Linked DNA regions of Anser cygnoides: region 2 is linked to region 1. Evidence: chromatin contacts called from public Hi-C data. All regions are on one chromosome and are shown on one strand. The core of a region is the stretch at or near the end of the contact, and the rest is flanking DNA. Distances in the headings are between cores, read along the strand shown.

Region 1 (6,184 bases), core at 1,149-3,648:
TGATATTTGCTATAGGAAAGTATCTGATCCTTACTGCCTTTTAAATGAAAATTCAGACTTTGAAAGAAATGAAAGAGAATGCATTTGCCATGCTCGAATCACGAAGGGCCTGAGCCTCAATGTACCAGCTGCTCCACGAGGGAAAGCAGCACCTCCAGCCCCGGCAGAAACACCTCCCCGGGGGGCACCTGCTTCATCTGTGGGATAGCACAGGACACAGCGTTGCTGGATCCTGTGATTTTTGTCACAAGTCTCATGATATTTTCTTAAGCTACAAGTATAAGTTGGGTGAATATGTGAAAATCACAGCTTCCATTTATAAATAAGTGGGTGTCTCACCCTTGTACTTGAAGGGAGACGTTTCAGACCTGAAGTGTCAAACAGCAGAAGTAAACCACAAGACTCTTGCTTTTCTCTGATGATAATGACATGACTTGGAGGTGGCCTGACTCCTGATTGATGAGCACCTGGAGCTGTCAAATGTGTGCGTGACCTTGAAATGTCCAATATGTCTGAAAAAGGGGGAAGAATACATTTTGATGTGGCCAGAGCAAGGAAGCTTGGGATGGATATCGGAGTGCCTACTGCAGAATGAACATTGCTTTCATGGAGCTTTCCACAAGGATTTTTGGAGAGGCCAGCTTTCACTTGGGCACCTGCCCCTTGGGAAGTATTTAAGGTGCTGTTTTCCTCTGCATGCTCTGCTGCCATGAATCTAGTTTTTTGTTATGGCCTAGTATTGTTCAAAGTTTCCATGCACCTGAGAAGTCCTGGATCTGGAGAAGAGACAGGACTGTGACACTGCTGGGGCATGAAGCCTGCAGGAGGTGGCCGACACCGCAGAGCGGGGCTGGCAGGGCTGGCGGGCTGCCCTCTGGCCGCAGCACACCCTGCAGTAAGGGCAGGACAGAGGTGGCTGATGGCCCAGATCTCCAACCATCTGCTTCCCAAACCTCCCAGTCAGCAGTGATGCCCGAGTAACTAAATGAATCAGCTATAACTTATTGTCAGATTTAAATGGCTTGTGCAACTATTTTAGTTTTTACATTTTGGTTTTAAATGTCATGCAGCACAACTTCTTAATAACTAATTGAATGGTAGATGTAATTGAATCTTCTGCGTGGAAGGACCAAGCAGAAAACCTGTCACCATGCCAGCTGGTAGCTTCTGAGATGACTCTGTGCAAATTCTCACCAAATCATGTTCCCCTAAAAGCGATACAAGGAGCCTCGTTTGTTTCTTCCTTCAGTAACAGGAGGAGGGGATCTTTTTTACTGTTTATTTTTTTTAAGGACTGTTATGAAGAAGGCTGATTTACAGCGTTGGTATTGAAAGGCTCTTGTATAACCATTCCACAACAACTAGCCATGTCTATTGTCACTGCAACCAGAAGATATTAACTGATGGAAACGCTGTACAGTTTCCAGCTCTCTGCACGACAAGACATTTCAAAAGCCAGTCTCCATTCCTGGTAGCTGGTGCTAATGCAAATGCAATGATGGAAATGTGAAACTCCTCTGGCAGAGCAGCAAGCAAGGGAATGAAACTTCATCTGGTGTAAAGTAGAATTGAAGCAGCTTGTTCCCTGGATTCCTGGTGCTATACTTAAGCACGCGTGTGTTCAGACTGTCCGTGTGTTTCAAGGTCAGGGTTGTATGGAAATGCTAACAGTAGTGTTTCCCACAGGAGGTATGTTGCATCTATGAGCTGGAGTCTGCAATAGCTTCAAATCCACACCCAGATGCTGGCCTTGAATTCATAAAGCCCGTGGGCTGCGCGCTGGCTGCACAACGTCCTTTTTGTCCTTCCTGGACAGTGGCGGTCAGGTGAGGCACTGGGGCTAGCAGGGTGGTCATTTCCCTGTGAGGATGCTACACATACGGTGGCTTTGTTCTCTCCTGGAGCTGGGCTGAATCTCAGCTTACCAGCTCTGCCAACTGTTTATTTATGCACCTATGTTAAGGGGAGGATGCTCAGTTGGCTTTATTTGCTTCCTGCCTTCACAGAATTTCAATGTTTAGGGGTTTTCAGAAAAACAAACAAACAAAAAACACATAATGGGTCGAGTATTTTACTCCTTTATATAATTTTTTTTTTTTTTAAAAGGGATCAGATATCGAGCCGCGTGGTTTTGAACACGTATGTGAAGCTCTTTGTCACCCCACGTACAACCCCACAGCACCGTCTGTAGTGCTTCCGACGTGAGTTACGGCCGATATATGAGGGCTTATTCTACATGCCGACCTCTACGGTGTGCCAGGAGCAAGGGGTGCTCCGTTTTTGTGCTGTCTGCACAACCTTTGCGTTCTGCCAACGCTGCCAACATTCCCAAGGACACAGTGGGTGGCTCCCTGCTGTCACAGCCGCCAGAAGCGAAACCTGCCCGGCCCCCCCCCCCCCCCCCCCCCGAGGCTGGGCCACTGGGGAGCGAAGCTCTGTGGTGGAGCTTCCGCCCTGGCGTCTGGAGCCTGGAGGAAAAAAAAAAAAAAAAAAGAAAAAAACCACCACCACAAGCGGGGGGAGCAGCCCCACCGCCGCCCGGACCATGCTCTACAGGACATGTAAGTGAGGGGGGCTCAGGCAGTCCCAGCACGTCTCCTCCTCGAACGCAGGGTGAGACTAGGTTGAGACCCGGGTTTCGTTCGTCCCTGGAGGGCTCTGGTCCTGTTCAGCTGGGGGAAAGTGGGGAGTCACGTTGTGATTTAACAGTTAACGGATAGAATGAGGAAGCGCGGCATGCTGACGCCGCCATGGCAAGGGAAAGGCTTAGTAAATGAAGTAACTTGATAAATAAAGAAATCAGGCGGTGTGCAGGGGGAAGCAGCAATTGCGTTGGAGATCAGCTACCCAGGAAATGCATCTGCTGCCCTTGTACGAGCTGGGAAATGAAACTCGGTCAGGTTGCTTCAGCTGGCTGCTAGGCTGGGGGGGAAAGCCTGAGAGAAATCCCAGAGGTTGAGAAGCCAGACCAGCCCCGCGGTCCAGCTTGGCCGGCAGCAGGGAGAGAGGGCCTGGCCCAGGGCTGCTCTGCCTGTGAACATTTTGAAAATAAAGCACAATTTGCCTCACAGAGCACAAGGGTTTCATTTAGCCCTTTGTGCCCAGCTTGTCCCAGCTGCTGGTCCTGAAAGCTGTGCTCCATTTCTGGCTGTGCTCTTTGAATGTCATGGGCCTGGCTGTGGGAGGGGACTCGGTGGCTGGATCCTGCCAAGGCCAGGCCCCAGCACGGGTTGTGTGTGTGTGGGGGACATGGCCGTGTCCCCCTCCAGCACCTGTGTCCCCCACCAGCACCCTGCTGGCTGCCTCCCGTACCTGCCTTCGCGAAGCAACCTTCGTGGCAGTAAAGTTACAGAAGGCAGACGTGCCACGGGCATGAGGAGAAGCTTTTTTTAACCCTTGATGCTTGCATCATTATCTGAGCCTGCGGGACAAAAATATCTTCAGGCAATGTGTCAGTGTATGCTGCGGCACTCCTGAGCGGTTGCTTTGCACTTCCATTCCACAGCGCTCAGAAACACTGTCTGCTAAATATCATTTGTGTCAGAGGTTTCAGTCTGTGTCACAGTAAGGCTACCAGGTTTTCAGGTCTGTGGTTTAGTTGCTGGTAGTGACTCCAGGGTCATTTTTGAGAAGAGCACAAACTGCAGTGAACTCACAGCTGTATAACACAGTCATAAAAGCAAACTTTCAGCATGCCATATGCCACTGCTTCTCAGTGCTCAGCAACATCTATTGCTGTAATATTCTAATATACAGATGAAATTCTCTTAAAAATACGATGAGAGGAGCTATAAAAATGACAATTTCCTTTCCACAAGGTGCCTGTTTCTATTACTACAACAGGTTGCCACAAATGACTTTGATATGGGTATGATCAAGGTCTCTGTGTGCAATAATAATAAGTTAAAAACCTGTTTTCATGCTGTTCAGAAAATCTGGATTTCTGAGGGTGAACGGAATAAACTCAGGATGCTTATACTCTATTCATCTTCCCAAGGGCAGGCACCATAACCGTGTCACATTATTTTGTAATACTAAAACTATTCCAAGGAGGTGTTTTTTATTTTTATTTTTATTTTATTTTTATTTTTATTTTTTTTCTCCTATATTATTACATTTTTTATAGATAAGGAAGCTGCTTCAATTTGCAGTATGGAGATATAGACCAAGACATTTTCAGGAGTACATGTGGGGTCTTGGGTATCTCATTTGTTAATTAAGGTGGTTATAACAGGCTGGCTTGCAAAAGCTCAGGGTTGCTGGGCTGGGGGATGTCCTGTGTTAGCCTCACGGAGACGAGGCTCGGAGGGTGCAGGTGTTGGATATGATGCTAGGTGAGACAAGGCTCAGAGGTGCGGGTGTTGGATGTAATGCTGGGTGAGACGAGGCTCAGGGGTGTGGGTGTTGGATGTAATGCTGGGTGAGACGAGGCTCAGGGGTGTGGGTGTTGGATGTAATGCTGGGTGAGACGAGGCTCAGGGGTGTGGGTGTTGGATGTGACGCCCGGTGGGAGCCTCTCCCCCGGAGTGCTCCACCAGGGTGGAAATGCCAACCTGGCAGGGAAGGCCAGGCGCTGAGAGCAAAGGCGAGAATACTGCAGAGCTCAGAGGTCTGGAGGAAGACTTGAGGACTGTGTCTGACCCTGCTGGGAACAGCCCGGTATCCATCCCCACGCAGCTTCTCAGGGCTGGTGCCGGGTATGGCCCTTCCTCCCGGACACCGCCAAGTGGCAGCACTCGCAAACTTCCAGCAAAGGCTCGGGTTTACTCCACCTCTGCCCCTCCATGGCCAGGCCTAGGCTTAGCTGAGCTGTCTCATGCAGGGATGTGCAGCCGGCTGTGAGGAAAGTCCTCCCCGGTTCCTTTCGCAGCCCCTGCCTGCCCTGTAGGTCTGTGCAGGCCTGGCGTCAGGCTTCAGCGCTGCAAGCTCGGTGGCAGAGCTGGGCCAAAACCTCACTGAAGGAGCTGCGATCTGAACCCACAGAGGTCTCCAACGGGAAGAACCCAGCACTGTTACGGGCTCAGGGCTGACCCCTGCTCGCAGCCAGCACCGTGTGAGTGCAGCTCTCCTGACCCTGCCGCGGTCGCAGCTGGGATCTGCAGGCCCATGCACTGCACTGGCCTCGTTTTTATACTTCACCCAGCAAGTTAAAAGCTGCTGGTGACACACGCACCAAATACAGCTTCCAGTCAGTCTGGGAGTCATGTAAAACTATGTATACGTATATAAACCCAGACTTTCCGTAGAGCATGCAGCCAAGCACTTCTGGAAGAGGCAAGGGACCAGCAGGCTGTGGACGAGCAATGCAGGAAAGATCTGGATTCTTCCTGGGTCCCATCTAAATGTTCAGATGTCTGCTCCCAAGACACTGCATCACCAAAAGCAAGGGCTGTATGTTTTATCATCTGTCTTCTAACTAATCCCAGTACACTGGTATAACTTCCTCACCCATTAGGCACGGACACACAACTTCTTATGGGCTAACCCTTCAGCTATTTTTGTTGTCTCTGTGGCCATCCACGCAAAGGTTTTGTTTCCAGTGCAAGGGTATGCTGTTGTGCTTGGGAACTTGCTGTGTAACAGAACCAAGTTGTTTTAGTGAAAAGTGTCTCCTTAAGTCGGTTCCTGAAGATGCCCGGGGCTGTGCGGGGCAGCAGTGTGTTAGCTGGGTGCCATGTTTTCAATGTGAGTCATAATTATAAATCATGCTGTATCTTTGCCATAGGAGACAACAAATTTTTCCGTTACAAAAATACCAGATTTCACAGTTAAAAAACAAAACAAAACAAAACAAAAAACAGTAGTAATATATTCCTTAATCACAATTCACAAACCTAAGGTTCAGCCTTGCTTCTCCGCAGCATTTATATCTGGGAATATCATTTTGCCTCCATACCTGCTGGGTAATTAAACGTTTATGAAATTTTATGCTGATGGGAGCTTTTAAAGTACACAGAGTTCCTTGCACTTCCTTCCTCGGAAGCAAACACATCCGAACTAATCAGATGCTTCGCTGCGAGTTTCTCTGCCACCGAGGGGAGCCGAGGGTCTCCTGGGACGGGGATAAGGGCCCCCGGGCTGGGCTCACCCCTCGCGGCTGCACCGCAGGAAGGCGGGCTGTCCTTGCACACGACTGTCACACGGCTGGTACACGGCTGTCACACACACACACAGAGGGCTGTCA
Region 2 (6,184 bases), core at 1,317-3,816, 200 kb before region 1:
TTATAAATAAGGACTCTACACAAAGGAACTTTGTATATTCAATAGTGTCATATGATGGCAAAAGCACATGAGGGTCACCCTAAGGATTACATCAGCCGGAAGAGAACACAGCATGAATCTCTTATATGAAAAGCATGTCAGATAAAACCATCTATTTGCAACGCCTTAGCTTCTTTGTGTTCAATGTCTTACTACATGTATGAGAGGTTATTTTTACCCGCAACATTTATCTTTCCTGGACATGCAATGGTAATCCTTATTTAACACCAAAGCCTACCATCAGGGAGAATTAATTTGTGTTGAAAGCATTCCTCTTGTAAAAGAATTTTAATTCATTATGATAGTCAGCTTTTTTCTTTTTGAAGGGAGGAAAAAATGAGTATTTGCATGAACTTTACTAACTGCTTGTGTTGCATTTATTGACCCTTTTGCACTAGACATTAAGGGTTTGAAAACAATAGAAGGTATCCCATGATAAAGGCGATATTCAATGGTTATTGCCCAATGCTTCAAAGCTAAGAGGAAGAAGTATATTGTACTGGGTACAAAGTGCAATTTGCATTTGCAAATAAGATTTAATAAAACTAAGACCTTATGGTGCTCAGCAAGATCCAGTTCAATACAGAAGATTGCTAATCAGTTTCTGTTCTATTTAATAGAGGCTTTGACTTCTTTGAGATTTAGCCTGAGAACAGCAGAAATGGCAGAAATGTTGACAAGAGGGACTTGTTTCTATTATGACTTCCTTCATGAGAGACCAAAGGGAAATAGCTAGGGTGCCTCTGATAGTCATGCTAGGAGGAAAGGGCTTAGCATAGCTGGATATGGATCTACAGCTTGCAACTCAGCAAAAAGTTGAGTGCTGTGCTTTTACTCAAACCGTGCCCCAAAGCACAATCCCAGGTTTTGTTCCCCACACTTTTAAATGACTGAATTCCTCTCAATTCAGGGGGAAAAATAAAGCAACTACACAATATTTAGAGGAAGTATCCCTTCCTGTTACAAAACTAATTCTGTAGCAGTTTTGCTTTTTCAGCCTATCTTCTCAGTAGCTTTTATTCCTTCAAATCCTCAGCAGAGTTGAAAAAAAGAGTACTTCTTTTATTTGTTGCTTATCTACTGAAATTGCTCTCTGACTCCAAATTACTTACCTTGGTTGAAGAAATAGCCTATTCTTAGATTTAAAGAAACTTACACTGGCCCTTTGTTACAATCCTGGTTGGCCAAAAGTAATGGCCACGACTTAATGTTTACTTAAATTGTAAACTCCCTCCAGAATTACTAATTGAATTCAACAGGTTCTGGTCAGAGATGCAAATTAAATACTGCCCGTGCCCAGACCATAAAAGTTGAGAGTACCTACAATGAAAAATGCTCTAATTGTCTGAAGGAAACAATGAAACCAAAATGTTGGATAGGATGGTGCAAGAAGCAGACGGAAATAAAACAATCATTTTATTAAAGAATGATGGTTATTTGCTGTAATGGTGCTATACCTAAATATATGCCTAAAATAAACACTTATTTGTCTTAGCTTTATGCATTATAGTAAGGACTTCATTTTGTTTAGAGCAAAGAACCCGGATAATTTCCAACAATTTTTAAGCCTGTTTTTGCTGCTGAGCATCAGTCCTATCTGATAACCATGTAACAGTAACTGGTAAGCTGTGATCTGCTCTGATGAAAGTACTTCAGAGAGGATCTGTCTCGTTGTCCTAAAGGACATGACTAATTTCATGTACAGGAAGGAGTTTAATCTCTGAAAGGGGTGGTTGTATGTTAAATTCATATATTAATGCTTTGAGGCTGGTCTTGAATGTTACAGATGTGATTTCAAAAGAAACATCATGAAATCCAGGCTGGCTCCTTACTGATAAATCTCCTACAGGCCTCCTTAGTCTGGTTTAATTGGACTTCATTCATGGATTTACTCTAGAACAGCTAGTATTTTTATTTGGGAATAATTAGTCCAAAGAAATCCATTTTATGAATTTCATTACAATAATGTTCTTCTGCTCCACCACAATATTAAAGTTACTCAAAACCATATTTCCATGATGGGGCCTACATCTTCGCTAGGTAGTTGTTTCAGGGAAAAGATAAGGAGCAAAGATTGATTATTGGGGAATAAAAAATAGACTAAAGCCTAATATAGTTAATTTCTGAATTTACTGTTTTGCATTTTTTTTCCTACGGGTAAATGCCTTTGGGAAGACAGTTTTCTCATTTTTGTTCTTTTGCAGATAGATTTTTTGATATGCGTTTTTAAGCTTAAATTGGTTGTTTTGCTTGGTATTATTCAGTCCTTGCAATGAGTGGTTGAAGATCTTACCTCTTAGAAAGCTGTCCTTTAAACATGTACCTCATCTGAAGACAGGGTTTTAGCGTGGCTGTAGTACACCCCCTGCAGAAAGGCCACTCTGACCACATGAGCGATGCTTCATCAGCACAGCATTAATGCCCCGTTGCCTGTGAAGGACAGCATCACCCTTCGGTTCCTGGCACATTCTTCTCCCTGACAAAGGCACAGAGCAGTGAGTCAGTCCTGGTCTGCCTTTTCAAGAAGCTCTGAAACATCTTATGGTTTGGTGTGGCTTTCTGGGAGGTGAGCAGCATTTGGTTGTCTGAGGGGACTGCACAACATGGCTCATATTCCCTTTGCTTTCCACCCAGGACATAAGGGAAAGGGCAGCAGTTTGGGGAGCCATCCATGGCCCTAGGACAAATGCTGTCAGCTTGGTCCTGCCACGTGCCCAATAGCTGCCCTCAGCAGCTGCACGAGGAGCTTTTGGCACTGATGGCAACAGCTGGTGTGGGAGCTGGGAGCCTTGTGAAGCTGAGGAGTGGCTGAGGGGATTGGGGTTTAGTCTGGAGGAGGCTCAGGGAGACCTTATTGCTCTCTACACCTCCCTGAAAGGAAGCTGTCGGGAGCTGGGGGTCGGCCTCTTCTTGCAGATACCCAGTGATAGGAGTAGAGGGAATGGTCTCAAGTTGCGCCAGGGGAGGCTCAGGTTGGAAATGAGGAGACATTTCTTCTCAGAAAGAGCAGTCAGGCATTGGGACGGGTTGCCCAGGGAGGTGGTGGCGTCCCTGTCCCTGAGGGTGTTCAAGGAAAGGTTGGATGTGGTACTTAGGGACATGGTTTGGTGGGTGACATTGGTGGTAGGGGGATGTTTGGACCAGATGATCTTGGAGGTCTTTTCCAACCTTAATGATTCCGTGATCCTATGACTCATTCCAAACAACTCGGCGGCAGGGCTTTGCCCTGGGCCGCTTCAAGATGGATACAACCCATCAAGCGGGGCAGCCCGCGCTCCCGGGCGGCAGCCGAGCCTCCGGGAGGCGGCCACCGCGCTCCTCTGAGGAGACCAGAGCTCGGCAGCGCCGTCCCCCGGCCCCGGGGCGCTCCCTTCCCCTCAGCCGCCGCCGGCCGGGCCGCGAGGGACGGGGCGGGGGACGGGGAGGCGTGAGGGGGGGGCTTCACCGCCCCGCCGCGGCCTGCATGCACGAAGCGCTAGGCCGGCTGGGCGATCCCCTCCCCGCCTGGGCCGGGCCGTACCGTGCTGTGCCGAGGCGGGCGGCGGGAGCCCCTCCCGCCTCCGCCGCCTTCGGGGGCGCCTCGTCCCGCTGGCGGCGCCTCATGGCGCGATGCAGCTGCAGTGGGAGGGAGAGGAAACCCACCCCCCTCGCCCGGCGGCCGCCTTTGTAACCGCGCAGCCCGGCCCGACTCGCAGCGGCTCGGGGAGCGCCGGAGCGCGGCGGCGGTGGGAGCAGATGGAGCCGGAGGGTAAGGCTGCGACCCCGGGCCGAGCCGAGCGGAGCCGGGCCGGGCCCCCCGCGGGGGAGCTCCGTGCGGGCTCCGCTCCGCGCCCGCCCGCTGAGTCCTCGGCGGGGCTCGGGCTGCCCAGGCCGGCGGGGCGGCGTGGAACTTCTTTCTTTCCCCTTCTCCCTCTCTTTTTTTTTTTTTCCCTCCTCCTTCTCCAGCAGCACGCCTGTTCCCAGCTCAAACCCCTTCTCAGCGGGGTGAGACCCTGGCGGGAGGCCCCCAGGCTCCAGCCCGGGCCGGGAGCGCCGCCGCTGGGCTCCGTCCCCTTTTTTTGGGGTGCCCCGGGGGTGGGCGGCTGGCGGCAGGCCCCCCAGAGCCTCGTCCCTCGGCGGCTGACAATGCCCGGGGACTGCACGTTTGTGTAACTACAGTCCTGAGCTGTGCAAATATATTTTTAGGTCTTCTAAAACCACATAAAACCAGTTCTGTTAAACACTTATTTTGGTAAGGCTATTATTAACGGCACAGATCAAATTTGTTTCCTGCCAATCCATATTTAGGCACTCGTGAAATGCCAAGTTTTTTCTCCACTCTGTCCTTTTTAAATACCTTTTGGAGCTGTTAGTAGTTATAATGTAAACCACTTCTAGTTGCAAATTGGAAACCTCTGAGCCATAATGGTCTGTTGCATTTAGCTGGCTGTCTCTTGTAAGCTCTACATTCTCATGCAACAAAAAAGCCTAAAAAAACTTACGAGATTCATGTTTAGAAAATTGGCTGCATACATACATCGTAGCTGTTTTTTAAACCTCAGTACCTAAGTCACATTTTCCATTCCAAGCATTAAGAGTGGTTAAACTGTGTTAAAGGGATACATTCTACCTTGGTTCCCGTGCGAGCTTTAGGGAATTTTAGCACAAAGGAAAATGGCTCTACAATTTAACAGAATTGTAGGCTAACCGCTTCTTGCAGTGCCTGAAACGCAGCAGCACCAAGGAGTGAAAGGGACTATTGGCAATTGTTAATGGCCAGAATTGGGTTTGTTGTCCACACGGGGAAGCGTACAGAATGTAAATGGAATACATATGGTGACGAATACACTGATAAAAGTATTTTTTTATGTTCTTTAAGATGTATATTTGTACTAGTAAGCCAGCTTTCATGCCATTAGAAATTAGAATGCTTTACTTGTAGAGATGATATTCAAGCTAGCAGAACTGTGTTTATAAAGTCGAAATAAGCAAACTGGGTTTGTTTGTATGTCTCCTTAGCTTAATAAAGCTAGAGAAAAATGATAAAATAGAATTTAAATGAGCTCCTTCTTTTGAAGAAATAAATCCTTGTGTTTTAAAAATGCAGTTTCTCTTCTGCCCTACTTCTTGGGCAGGTAAAGGCTGGATCAACCCAAGAAAGATAACGGTGAGTTGCAGACCTGCTGAGATTTACCATCTGCCCTGGCTTCATAGCTATTCAGACAATCTGACTCCTGGCATCTCCTGGGCTACTCGGGTACTTCAGTACGTTAAGTTTGGAGACGGTCCTCCTGCATGGATTTGAGCCTGCAGGAGGTGACCAGGGATACCTGTGTTAGCAGCCTCTCTCCGTGAGTTACAGAAGGAGCCTAGGCTCCCAGGTTAGCCACTGGTAGGTAGGTGCTCTAAATACTCCACCGTATGCACGAATATGCAGCTTTGTTGGCTGTGGTTGTCTTCAGTGAGAGTTATTTCTGTTTGCCAAGTTACAGCACCTAGAGCGTGGTGATCTTACTCACATCTGTAGATGCTAACCTTGCTCCTGGGACTTTGATCGAATGTGTCCTGCTCACATCATTCCTGAAGGGGGCTGGAAGTGGAGTACCCTTCAGTGCAGCTCCTAGCATTTAAATGTATGTTTAGAACACTCGCTGAAAATGAATCTAGGACCCTGTTCCCAGAGGAACTCTGTCTTTTTATAGATATGTAAGATAGGAGATCCTTAAGGCATCTTCCACAGAGATGAGAAAGAAAGATAGGGAATGGTAGTAGGCTACCCTTTCCTTAAGGAAATCCAGCGTGGTCTAGCAGTGCCACGGGAACTACTGACCTGGAAAACTCTTGTGGATGCCCCCTGTACCACATCACTTGAGGCAATAATGTGCAGAGTTTGGGACTTGAAAGCTTATTAGGTCTTGAAGTGACTCAGAGATGGAGGAAAGGATGTTCATACCAGTGAAAATGATGAAATCAACAGAGAGCAATGAAAATCCTTGTGGCTTCTTGTGTGGGATGAGCTTCTGTAACATTTTCAAAAAGGAGGAAGAGTGTCTGAGGCCAGTAGCAATGGGAGCAGGTTGCTGAGACACTGGGGCTCCGGGAGAAAAGGCATGGGAAGTCAGAATCCAAGGTGATGATTTTTCCCTTGTGCATTCTTTGCATTGTG

The links. A called contact is a pair of places that touch in the nucleus more often than the background predicts.
Region 2: a contact with region 1 is called in a Hi-C map of liver, with 2.1 times the contacts expected there. The contact joins the promoter of FGD3 here to the promoter of CARD19 in region 1. A contact is called at or near these places in 2 of 7 Hi-C or Micro-C datasets (granulosa cells and liver).

What each region holds. Positions count from the first base shown.
Region 1 is chr10:22,913,243-22,919,426 of Taihu_goose_T2T_genome, reverse strand. It overlaps CARD19 (caspase recruitment domain family member 19), which reads left to right and starts at 2,398. Exons shown (of 5, transcript XM_048061407.2): 1 at 2,398-2,561. The coding sequence starts at 2,546.
Region 2 is chr10:23,110,096-23,116,279 of Taihu_goose_T2T_genome, reverse strand. FGD3 (FYVE, RhoGEF and PH domain containing 3) reads left to right here and starts at 2,566. Exons shown (of 19, transcript XM_048061399.2): 1 at 2,566-2,605. The coding sequence starts at 2,581.